2 separate regions of the Arachis hypogaea genome follow, and region 2 is linked to region 1. The links are chromatin contacts, called in public Hi-C maps. All regions are on one chromosome and are shown on one strand. Each heading gives the region's core, a stretch centred on a gene start, on an enhancer-like site or on the middle of the called end of the contact. The rest is flanking DNA. Distances are from core to core; before and after follow the strand shown.

What was found. Hi-C and Micro-C count contacts between places; a contact is called where the count stands out from the background.
Region 2: a Hi-C map of leaf shows a contact between it and region 1, with 2.5 times the contacts expected there. The contact joins the promoter of LOC112776176 here to the enhancer-like site in region 1. A contact is called at or near these places in 2 of 8 Hi-C or Micro-C datasets (both in leaf).

The regions. Positions count from the first base shown.
Region 1 is chr19:18,980,153-18,986,645 of arahy.Tifrunner.gnm2.J5K5, forward strand. No RefSeq gene overlaps it. Among protein-coding and RNA genes, the nearest start is that of LOC112776097, 12 kb to the left of the region's middle. Within about 2 kb of position 3,244, at least 2 of the 3 cell types and tissues checked have open chromatin away from gene starts, as enhancers often do.
Region 2 is chr19:19,050,192-19,056,684 of arahy.Tifrunner.gnm2.J5K5, forward strand. LOC112776176 reads left to right here and starts at 2,710. Exons shown (of 23, transcript XM_029295606.2): 1 at 2,710-3,178; 2 at 3,282-3,361; 3 at 3,503-3,589; 4 at 3,706-3,756; 5 at 3,850-3,967; 6 at 4,083-4,139; 7 at 4,674-4,738; 8 at 4,830-4,913; 9 at 5,961-6,011; 10 at 6,104-6,166; 11 at 6,261-6,307. The coding sequence starts at 3,061.

The sequences.
Region 1 (6,493 bases), core at 1,994-4,493:
AAGAAGCTATCAGAGAAAATCACAGAGAGGCTAGAAAGAAGCAAGCGGCTAAGGTGATGATGGCCCTTGCAAAAAGAAGATCCAAGGCATGGTGTGGCTGAGATTTTTGCCACAAATGGAAAGATGTGAAGAAAAAGCTTCAAGATCTCCATGCCTAAAGTAGTAGCAATCCGTCTCGGTCAGAGAAAAAAATCCTTGAGGTGAAGCTCGTTTCCACTTTTGTTCATCCATCACAGAAGGTAGCTAATGTAGCTATGTGGAAGTAGAAGCAAAAATAGAATAGATGGAGCTGTCAAGGATCAAGAGTTCATCAAGGGTCAGAAATTCTTCTTGGGGACCAAGTCAAGATGGAAGGCTCAGATTGATGAAGCTTGATGAGAAGGGATGAGAGAGAGGTAATTGCATGTTGGTTTTGCTTTCGGTTTTCCCTCTCTTTTCTCTCTGTCTGAACCGGCCTTTGTATTGAAGAAGAAGAAAGTGACTTGGTTGAACCGGTTTCAACCTTGAAAGCTTCCCCTTCTATAATAAGGGTGAACGGCCAAGGATTGAGACAAGGAGTGAGAGCACATGTTTGGGTTCCCATAACTCTTTGAGCTGTTTATTCTTCTCCTTCATGGCTTTCATTGATTATTTCTTTATCTCAGTTTAGTCTGTCTGTGTTTCATTGGTAAAAGGCAAAATGTGAGGTTTTGTAAGAAAAAACCAATGGGTGGAAAAAGGCAAAGTTAAAGAAAAAGCCATTATTATCTCAGAAATTCTTTGTATGTATTTCTGTTTTGTTGTCATGATCCTGAGGGGATTCCCTTACAAGTTGGGTTAGCACTTTGCGGTTGAAAGCTAGATTGAGGTCTAGTCAAGTTCAGGTTGGGGTAGAATTTGGACTTGTTCCCTTGCAAGTTGAGTTAGTACTTTACAGTTGAAAGCTTGGCAGTGGTCCAAGTCAAGTTCAGTTTTGGGGGTAGATTCTGGACTTGTCCCGGATAGGAATGGGTAGTTCATAGGGAAGAATTGGTGTATGTAATCTGTTGATTATAGTGAAATTCCGTCACTATTGTGATGGAGACTGGATGTAGGCTGCATTGCACTTAACAGCTGAACCAGGATACTTCTGGGAGTGATTCTCTCTTTCTCATCTACTCCATTTTTGATTCTATTGCGTAGGAGACAAAATTGAAAAATATTTACTAACCGGTTACGAGACAAAAAGAAAATGTCTCTTGACTTGTTATGAGACAAAAAATAAAAATATCTCCTGAAACTATCTTAAAAAGCAGAAAGTAATATTCAGCAAAAAAGAGGGACTAAGATTCAACCCCCTTTCTCTTAGCCACTGATTACCATCACTAACTATTTTTGATGACGTAGTGTTATGTGATTAACAATAAATTAAAATTAAATTCTTCAATTAAACCACACTTAAACCATTAAATTTTTGAACTTCTAATTTTACATTCATTTATCAATTTGGTTTTGCGGAACCTTGGTATCTACATACACCATCCCTAATTTCTATCTCACATAGAACTTTTCCATCGTCATCACTTTCACACTTTTGGTAACATCTAAACTCAATCCCCTAACTATTTCTAGCACTCTTTTTGACTTGACCATTGAAATTTCTTTGTAGATATGACTCTCACGGTTTTTGTGGACTCTATAAATAATTATCTAGTCCGGAAGTTCATGTTCCCATCCTATTTCTATTATCTTTAACCCACGAAAATCGCCAAACCCATAGAACCCAATCCAATAAACAACCCTCTTCTGTTGCATGATGAGAGAGTCTCCAAGTTCACGCAATCTAGGAGACATGTAGAGGAGTTATGTCAAAAATAAATAATATTAGTGAAAATAATCTCTTCCACAAGAGGCGTTTCTGACAAAAGGACTTTGTCAAGCTCAAGCTGTAATTTATGGAAGTGGTTAGGAGAAGTTGGATGCAGTTACGACGGGTTACTCACCCCAAAAGAAAGCAAGGACTTTAATAAACGTTTGTGCCACAGTGCCAGTTCATTGATATTTTAATTTCTAGAATTGCCTATAAATATTAAATAGAACCTTTTGGATCATAAAATAATATTGGGATCATTTGACAAGTGTTACGGCCTGACCCAAGCAGTTTACGAGTCGGCCCGACCTGAGCAGGGTCGGGGGAGATGCTCAGGTTCCAACCCGGACACGCGTCCCTGACAGCTTTGCTACAGCTGTGCAAGGGAGGCCTTGAAGAAGGTGGGCCTGTCCCTGCAGGGCCTACCTCTGATACGGTATATATGGGGAAGGACCTACCCTTCCCCCAAGGTACGTCACATACCAATCACGCCTCTTTTCGCCTGCACAACCCACTGACTTAAGCATCGGAGTGTCTTTGCAGGTGACACCTCCCTTCCACATCTGAAGAACTTGGGACCTCGCTTACCCCCCAATCCGGAGACGTACGTCCAGTCGATTTCTCCCCTATTGATCGAGATACTCACCCGACCCGTCCGATATCCGACCTACCGAACAACAAGTATTCTAAATATTGGTAGGGCTCCATAACATGACATTGTGTTTCAATTTGTTTGGATTTCTTTTGCCTGTTTATCTTCCAAGAGTTTTCAAGTTGTATTAGTGTGGCCACAAGGAGAAGGAGTAATCAAAATCAATGGAGTGGTTCCTTTGTAGTCATGTTTCAAGCATTGGATTAGTTCATGTACATGTTATTTTATTTTATGAAAATATTCAAAAACTATCAAAATTTATTATTTTTAACCATTATTTTTAATCATCAATTCAGTTTTTTTAGTTTAGTAGCTCAAGAATATATTTTTAGTCTATATTTAAAAATATTAATGATTAATTTATGGTCAAAAAATAAATTTTAATAATTTATTATTTTTTTTTAATTTTATTTGGATGTATTAGGTCTTGAACCGTATTTTATTTGTCATTTTTTAATAAGAACAGCGATGGAATAGATAAGAGCGAATTTTGGCGCTAAGACTACTTAAAAGTTAAAGAAAAAAAGCCTCAAGTTGAAGAAGACGAGGGAGGAAGAAGATGGTGTATTCTTTATTTGGATTTCTTCTTAAGCCCATACTTGAAGTGTTTTACCTATTTTTGTATTTTTGTTTGTTATTTTTAGGGCTAGTATGAGCCCAAAATTGCTCATTTTTTTTTTGGATGTTGTAAGTGTCGCACTTATCCCTTTCTTAATGGAGCCATGGAGGTCACATTGTTGTCAAAACCGATCAAATTGGGTTTAAGATTAACAATAAAATCATCCTACATACTATGTATTAGTATTTGGCGAGTTCTCCTGTATAGAATGCCTATTAACTTCTATAAGTATAGCTTTACGGTGACAGCCAATGGCAGCCAGTGTTTTTTTTTTTTTTTTGTCAAGAATGGCAGCCAGTGTTTAAAACAAGTGTTTTAGGAGGAGATATCTTTTACGTATTTTGAAGTGTTGCTACAAGGAATATGCTATTTTATAATGTTTATGCACGTGATGAGAAATTGTTGTGTTGGTAATTAATTTTAATATACAATATATTAGTGAGAATAATACTTAATAATAGGCATAGTTGTAAGAAGCGAATCAATGATTAAATTGGTCAAGTTATTGGTTTATTGGTTTAATCGATAAATCACTGGTTGAACCAATAAAATTGGTTTCACATAAATAAAAAGTATAAAATTGTAAAAAATTAATTACCTATTTCTTATTTCCTATTCAGCAACCTTAAATTCATAGCAACATCAACAAAAATAACTATAAGCACTAATAATCAGAAAAAAAAAATATCAATCTGCCATTAACCTAAACAAATTCATAATAAAAAATTCAACATTTTCAAAAAATTTATAATAAAAAATTAACAAATTCATAATAAAAAATCAACAAATTCAATCAGTTATAATTAACAACATAACATAAATAGAATAACTAAAAAAAAACAGAGATAATGCCTATGACACGGGACACGACACGACACGGGACACGCCGACACGCGAATTTTAAAATCTTACATGACACGGAGACACGCATATATATAAAATATAAAGTATTTTTTAGATAAATTGTAATGATATTTTGATATTTTATTGATATTAAAATATAAATTAAAAATTTTAATTATTTTTAATATCTTATTTTAATTATATCAAGTATTTAAAATATTTTTTGTTTTAATAAATAATAATATATACTATATCTAAATTTATTTTAGGAATATATGTTAAGAATAAGACTGGACATGCGGACACGTGATGGTATTTAGGTGTGTCCAGACGTGTCTGGAGAAGAATTTTTTATTTTTTATTAAGACACGGTTGGACACAGCAGACACGCGTGTCGGACGAGTGTCGGTGAGTGTCGTGTCCGAAATGTGTCCGACACGCGGACACGATAACTCAGCGAAGTGTCCGTGCTTCATAGGATAATGCAAAACGCAGAGAAGTAAGGAATGAGCAGACCACCAACATGTTCGAGAGAGGACGCATAAAACGGAGAGGACACGACGACGACGACGACGCGAAGCAAGGAGTCGCGGCGAAGAAGATGACTTGCGAGCCAAAACGCGACGGTGCTTGGGACGTCGTCAAAGACGCACCGTGTCCAGGGAGATGAAGAAGACGAGACGGCTGCGATGAGGTTGAAAGAGACTATGGTGCGATGAGGTGAGGAAGAGACTTCAAGGAGGGCTAGAGCCTGAGAGGGTTATTGGGAAATGGGTTCCGTTTAGGGGATTAGGGTTAGGGGGAATGGGGTATTCGAGTGTTTTTATTTTTTATTTTTTTAAAAAAATGACCCAAAACGATGCCGTTTTAAGAAAAAAAAAAAGAGTTTCGAACTAGCTGGGTTACACAAAATCGCCGGTTCTTCGGTTTTCATCAAAACTAGACAATTCAACCCGATTCTTTCTGGTTCTGTTCCTTATTCAGTCAAATTGCTCCACCGGACCGGTCAGGTGACCAGTTTACCGATTTTTTGGTCGAAAAGGCCGGTCTAGTCGATTCTTACAACTATGATAATAGGTTCCTATTGATGGAGCCTCCTCTACAAGATTCCTCCTTCTTGAAATAGTTGTCTTCATCTTCGTCTGCTACATCTATTCTACATGTATAAAACCAATAAGGTCTTTGTTCGTACCTAGAGGTTGATACGAGTTTATGAGTTACCGAGATCCCGAGATGGATCGTTTTCACACTAGGCCTGGAGGGCAACATGCAAAAGCATTCCAAAACTTAAGTCAATAGTGCGCTTAGTAGGGATAAAAATGTGTGTCTTTCCTGCTTTTGGATCCCCCATTTTATATCTCTCTTTAGTATTCGTTAAGCAGTTATTGCTTTGAATATATGTTTCATCCCATTTTTCCAGTTTAATATTCTATTGGTACGTTATCCATATTCTTTGTGTGATATCGATAACGTATGAATCCGTGTAATCGGATTCTTGATGCTTATTCATGTATAGAACAATGCACAAACTTGGGTCTCTTGACTTGCAACTTGTCGAGTGTACCCAAATTTTAATGGACTAGGCCCACTTAAGTTTTCTTTTTCTTTTTTTTTTCTTTCTGGACTTTGTAGCGCCAACAAATTCTTTGAAAACCCTTTCGGTTTTCCCTGAGCGATTTTAACTCTTCTTGGTTTCTAAACCGTCGTCTACTTTCCTCATCAATCAATGTCACATTTATTTTTTTCTAAAAGGAACTCCACTTTATTTCACTTTCCATTTCCAACCTTCCTCTGAAAAATTTCCTCTATCTTCGAGGAGCAAAGACCACTTTTTCTTCACTTCTCTTGAGTCTTCTGAGTGTTTGACTTTTCTCTCCACCCCTTCTCTCTCGCGATTACTACCTTTCATTCAGGTAAAGAATTCTAATATTTCTCTCTTCCTTATTTTCGCTATGTTGTCTTGGGTTTTGCAGAAATGAAGATTTTACTGCTCCTGCCTGTGTGTGTATTTGAAATGTGACACTCCATATGCTCGACATTTTTTTGAATGATTGAGTAGTTGAATCGCTTTAGTGAGGGTGCCACTGTTTAGCCTTTTTCCCTTAATTAGGGCATAAACAATTTATAAGGTTTTTTCCCATTCTTTCTGAAACTTGTAGATGTTTTATGCTAGGAATAAAGAATTTTTTTCCTTTAGGAAAAGAGAAATTTCCCTTCTGTGACATAGTAGTGGTGCCCTTGTAGGTATATTGACATGTTAAGGAAAAAGGTGATAGTTTCTCGTGAGCGAGTTGGGACGTTATCTTTTGGGCCAGCTCCACATCCTATTCCAGTTCGGCAAGCTGATCCTTATTCTTGGGTTTCTGAAGAAGTGAAATCCACTCCTTCCACCATTACCCAGGACGAGCTAGAGGCTTTACGAGAAGCCGAGGTTATCTTCAATTCCGATCTGGGGAACCTATATGTACTTACTGTTCCCCCATTGGAATGACTGCCTTTGCCATTATAACCATCATGTGGGCTCCCGTCCTGATTGGCTATGGATGTACGA
Region 2 (6,493 bases), core at 1,460-3,959, 70 kb after region 1:
ATGTGCTAATTATTCTATATATTATATACATACACAACTAAATTATTTTATATTTATTTAATTTAATTTTTGTTTTATACTCATTTTTTTAATTCTTTAGAATTTATAGAATTATTAAAATAAGTATCAAATATTTTAATATTTACATTTACATATTAAAATATTAGTAAAGATATTTATTTTAAATTTTTTAGAGTATTGAGTTAGTAGGTCTTCGAAGATTTCGACTTAAGACTAATTAGTAGGGACATCTAAGCATCACCACTAAATTTCACATGAAAAATTAATGGAGGGACGTAATGTGTTCATCGTTTACTATCTTGAAGGACTAAATTGATATTTTATTTTTTTTCAAGGGCTAATTAATTTGAAGTAAAAAATTTTAAGGATAGACCTAATTGTCACTTTATTCAATTTTTTTCTATTTTATATTTTTTATTTACGTACGACCGGTTCTATCGGTTCAACCAGTGACCCACCGGTTGAACCAATGACCCAGTGACCCAGTAACCTGACCGGTTCGATCACCGGTTCGGTTCTGACAACTATGGTCATAATACATAAATTGAGACAATAATTTAAATTTCTCTAAAACTAATTTAATCAACTAATATACTAATATTAGAACTAAATTATTTAAATAATATTTAATCTATTCTAATCCTTAGATATGTATAGATTAGAGTCATTCTCGTAACAACCAACCGAAATAACATCATAAGATCGAATACTTAGAATCGGTACAAATTCAGATTATCTTCTTGTTAAAATTGTCAAATTAAATTGACTTTTATTCTCTTCAATGGCATTGCATTAATGCACTAAAAGACCGGTAATTTCTGAAAAAAATACAATATATTATAAAATTATTTTTAATACAAAAAGCTTAAGAGAAAAAAAATTTAAATATAGTACCAATCTTTGAATTGCATCTTCAAGTAGGGGTGAGCACAGGTCGGTTTGGTTTAGATTTATGGTAAAATTAGAACTGAACTGATCAAAATATAATTGGTTCGGTTTGGTTTGGATTTGTATTTTTTATACATGTATCCGAACCAAACCAAACCGATTAAGAACGGATTGGTTTGGTTCGGGTAATTGGGTACCCGATGACTTTGAAATTTATAAAAAAAAAACCAAATTTTTATCTTAAAAATTCAACAAGTACAATAAACATGTAACATCAATAGAAATAATCCAAACATGTTAAACACCAAATACATTAAAAACTAAACTCATTAAAATTCAAACATATTAATAATGAATAATCATTGTCTAATGGAAAAACCATATATATTTTTTTTATTTAATTAATATATGATCGGGTTCGTGGGTTGGTTCGGATTTCGCACCCCAAAACCGATATTCGAACCAATCACTAACAAAAGTTATCGGTTTGGTTCGGGTTGGACCCGATTATCCGTTGGTTTCAGAATCAATTTAATTGGTTCGGTTCGGGTTCGGACTGGTAATCGGGTACCCGCTACCCGTGCTCACCCCTATCTTCAAGGTTGGCAGGAATTTTTCAAAATTGAACCTAAATTGAGAAAATTCGATCTTATTATATGCTCCACTTCGAATATTTTTGGACAAACGTAGAAAATGTAGAGGGGATGTGACTTGAACTTGACCTACAAAACTCCTTAGAAACAATTGCCCAATCAAAAAAGAACAACAGATTAGAAAAAAAATGCTTTGATTTTTAGATTTAGACTCACTAACCACAAAGAAATACTATATATAGCCTTTAGTAATACAAAAATAATTATAGAAATTAATTATTGCAATATCAATTTACCACTATGAACGTTAGTATCATGTTTATAGTAATTAGAATTATAAATTTATGTTTAACTTTTTATATAATTATAATTAAGATATTTTTTAAATCAGTATAATTATGCATTATTCATTAAATGCTAATTGTAATATAATTCTAATAAAGATATTTTTAAAATAAATTTAGAAGAGAGAATAGTACCTTTATTTTGAAAAGAAAATAAATTCATGAGAAATTGACACATTACTTTCATTAGTTGGGGGAAAATCCAATTTTAGTATATTAAGTAGATTATTTTATATAATTATAATAAAGATATTTTTCTAAATTGGTATAATCATGCATTATTTATTAAATGCTAATTATAATATAATTATAATAAAGATATTTTTCTAAAAATAATTTTAGAAGAGAGAATAATGCTTTCATTACATGAGAATAGTACTTTCTAAAAATAAAGATATTTTTTTAAATTAGTATAATCATGTATTATTCATTAAATACTATTTGTAATATAATTATAATAAATATATTTTTCTAAAAATAATTTTAGAAGAGAGAAGAGTGCTTTAATTACATAAAAATAATACTTTCTAAAAATAAAGATATGTTCCTAAATTAGTATAATTATGTATTATTCATTAAATATTAATTATAATATAATTATAATAAATATATTTTTTATAAAATAATTTAGAATAGAGAATAGAAAAGTTCATTTTGGAGGAAAAATGGAATCATGAGAGATCGACACGTCGCTTTCATTAGTTGGGGAAAAATCCAATTTTAATATATTAAGTAGATTGATAAGTAGATATGTCTTATTTTTATAAAATTTAAGAATATAATAAAAAATTTTTATAGACAAAAACTTCGGATACAAAATTTTTTAAGAATTTATTTAGGTATATACTCTAATATCCATAGTTAGGGATTTTAAATTTGCTCAAGACGAATTTGGGATTTGCGTAAGCAGGAAAATTGTCGAATTGTTGATCAAGTTAGTCGAGTACCTGAGCCTGAGGTTTACACACCATTTTTCTTTTTCCTTTTTTTTCTCTATCTAGGTTTTCTCTTTTTAAAATTGCATTCGGAAAGTGACTGCTACCTTTTTAGCTTCAGCTTCAGCTTCAGCTTCGGCCTCCATCATATAGCTTTGCGCCTACACTTTAACAAAGAGAGCCTCTCACTCTCACCCTTCTACCACCCCATATCTAACCAACTCACATAACACAACCAACCAACTAACTAACTAACCATTTCACAAACACAAACAAAAAATGAAGTACGTTTTGATCAGTGGAGGAGTCGTTAGTGGCCTTGGGAAAGGCGTCACAGCAAGCAGCATAGGAGTGGTTCTCAAAGCGTGCGGCCTCCGCGTAACTTCCATCAAAATTGGTTACACCTCTCTCTCTTTCTCTCTCTCATCAATGCTTCTTTTTCTTTCCACTTAAAAACATTCTGTTTTTTATTTATTCATTTTTATTATTATTGTATGCAGATCCGTACTTGAATATTGACGCTGGCACCATGTCTCCCTTTGAGCATGGAGAGGTTTTTGTTCTCGACGACGGAGGAGAGGTTTCTATTCTTCTTTCTTTTATTAATTTGAATTTGAATTTGAATTTGCATGTCTTGTAGTTGCTGTGCCGTTGGAAAATTACTTTATTTTAGTCGTTTTTGGTTTGACTTGGAAAATTGAAAAAAAAAAATTAATTAAAGGTGGATTTGGATTTGGGAAATTACGAGCGCTTCTTGGATGTTACGCTTACGAAGGATAACAACATCACCACGGGGAAAATATACCAGGTGCTTGTGAAAGTAATTGTTCTGTGGAAATTGATTTTATCTTCTTCTTCTTTTTTTTTTTTAATTATTTTTGTGGTTTAACGCTTTGTTTGTGTTTGGTTTTTTGTTTTGATCAGTCTGTTCTTGAGAAGGAACGTAGAGGAGATTATCTTGGAAAAACTGTTCAGGTGATTTTTAGTTATATATTTGTCGTTACTTGTTTGTTTTGCTTGCAGGGCTGCATGTCGACTCTTATTGAGTTTCATGGCGTTTTGAAACAGGTTGTTCCACATATCACTGATGCCATTAAGGATTGGGTTCAATCAGTTGCCGCAATTCCGGTCGATGGGCAGGAAGGGCCGGCAGATGTTTGTGTGATTGAGCTGGGTGGTACAGTTGGTAAGTTTTTTCTTCCCCCACCTCCTTTTTTTTTTCTTTAAATTAAATATGATTCTGTTTATGCTGCAATATCCACTACAGTTGATAAAGGAGGAGTCTGTTTTTCTTTATGCAGGGGACATTGAATCTATGCCATTTATTGAGGCTCTAAGGCAGTTGTCTTTTTCAGTGGGTATGACACTAGATTAGCATGTTTATGATTTTAGAATAACGTTACTTGATATATTTTCATACTATTCACTGCCTTTTTTTTGGTTTTGTGGAAATTATTGATTAATTTAATTTTATCATTGGCTTATTATTCTATGGTGAGAAGCATTTTCAATTTTCTATTGTGAGAAAAAGCATTTTCAATGATTCCTTAGTTATATAAACTTCTATGGTTACCTCTTGTGCAATTCATATAAGCTTGGCAGGGGTTTAAAACGTATTTGATAACTTCAGTGTGTGGACATTTCTTTTTCAGGGCAATTTGCTGCATGATTCTTTTATTTACATGCTATATCATTGTTCCAGTCACGTATAATGGTGTTGCATCACTGCATCATTAATTTATTATGCATAATGCTATTGTGTGGTTCAGTGAAGTCATTAATTGATATGATTCTTTTTTTTTATAAAAAAACTTTTTCTCTATGCGGCTATGAAGTGTATGTATCTTGTCATATAATACATCTCTTGCATTTTTCTCAATATTCTTTCTCAGGGCCTGACAACTTCTGCCTCATCCATGTTAGCCTGATACCGGTTTTGGGTGTAGTGGGAGAGCAAGTAATACTTAGTTATTTGTGGACTACTGTTGCATACTTTTATTTAAAACAGATTTCTTTCTCATTTATTGTGTACAATATCCTAATTCCAGAAAACAAAGCCTACACAACACAGTGTCAGGGAACTTAGAGCATTAGGCCTGACCCCTCATCTCTTAGCATGCCGTTCTGCAGAGGTATGTCATTCCATATTTTGGTACCTGGTTGTATTTCAAAAGTCTTACTCTATATAACAATTGTTTGCTAGAGTCTTATAGGTAGCGTACATAAAAAATGCTTTCTGATCTCTTTTATTGGTATAAACATTTGTTATAAAATTCAGATTCTACTTTGAGCATTGAATATAAATGATAAATATTTTCTTTGCTGTATTTTTCGTCTTAACTGAATTATGTTTGACCTTAATAGTTTAATGTTGAACCTTTGTGGAGCAGATTTATTCCTCCTTCTAATTCTAGAGTAATAATGTTTGATTCTCCATCTTAGTAATAATGGAATTTAGATGCATTATTGAAATTTATTGACCTTTTATTCGTGCATGTTTTATATTCAGAGATACTAGAAAATATGCTCATACTAGTTTTTCACCAAATAAGTAATATAATATTCAGGGGATGAAAATTTTTGCTAACATTTTCATTTGAGTTCTGACCAACTTCTACTACAATCATTATACATATACAAGGGCACATGCTCTGTTATTGACCCTTAGACTTTGGTTTCCAAAATTATTGGTTGTAAATACCTTAGAAATTATGAATCCGATAGAGCATTTAAATTTCTTTACAATTTTAAGCCGATAGGGTAAATATGTTTGCAGAGAAACTGAGTGTTGGTATTTTAGGAAATATTCACCAGGTGTCTATATATAGTGTAATGTACAGTTTAATCATCCAAAACACATACACTTCTTCAATTTTCTTACAATTTCAAGTATAGTGCTATTTCTCAAGCTACTTATTAGCTTATCTGGATATGGCTTTCGTGATGTGACAATTACATCTCCATAATGCTATATTTGGTGCAGTATTCAGGCAATATGATGGTAAAAAATAGTTCTTTCTTAATTAATTCTAAATTTGGGAAAACATGGAGGTTACTTGAATTTCCTTAAGTTGTAGGAAATTCCCAGTGTTTTTCAGAATCCTTCTATTTTGACATTTGTGTCGTCGGTGTTATTTTGGCTATATTTGTTGCTGAAAACCTGTTATTCAATATGGCAGCCTCTTCTGCAAAATACAAAGGATAAACTCTCACAGTTTTGCCATGTTCCAGTAAGTTGTTGGTGAACATAGCTTGGCTATTATCTGAATAATGCTTCACTGCATCAGATATTGATGCATATCTTCTGCATGTTCCCTTGCAGGTTGAAAATATACTGAATATCCATGATGTACCGAATATTTGGCATATTCCCCTATTACTTAGGGTGGGTTTCTAGCTAAGTATTGGTTCGGTTGTAGCTGGACTGTCTTGATTTGTTTTGTGTAATGATTTTCTTTTTGATTGGCTTCTATTTTCAGAACCAAAATGCTCACCATTCAATTCTGCAGCAGCTGAACTTACTGGAGTGAGTTATTTATTTAGTTTCTATCACTGCAGAAGGATAAACAGTTTTACTTGTGAATTTTGTCATGGATGCAACTTATGGTAGGATAAAATCTGTGTCACAAAATATGTAGCAGTCTAGAAATGGCTGTTTTCCACTTTCCCATCCGGGAAAGTGAAGAAAACTAACATTCCTAGCCCATTTGTC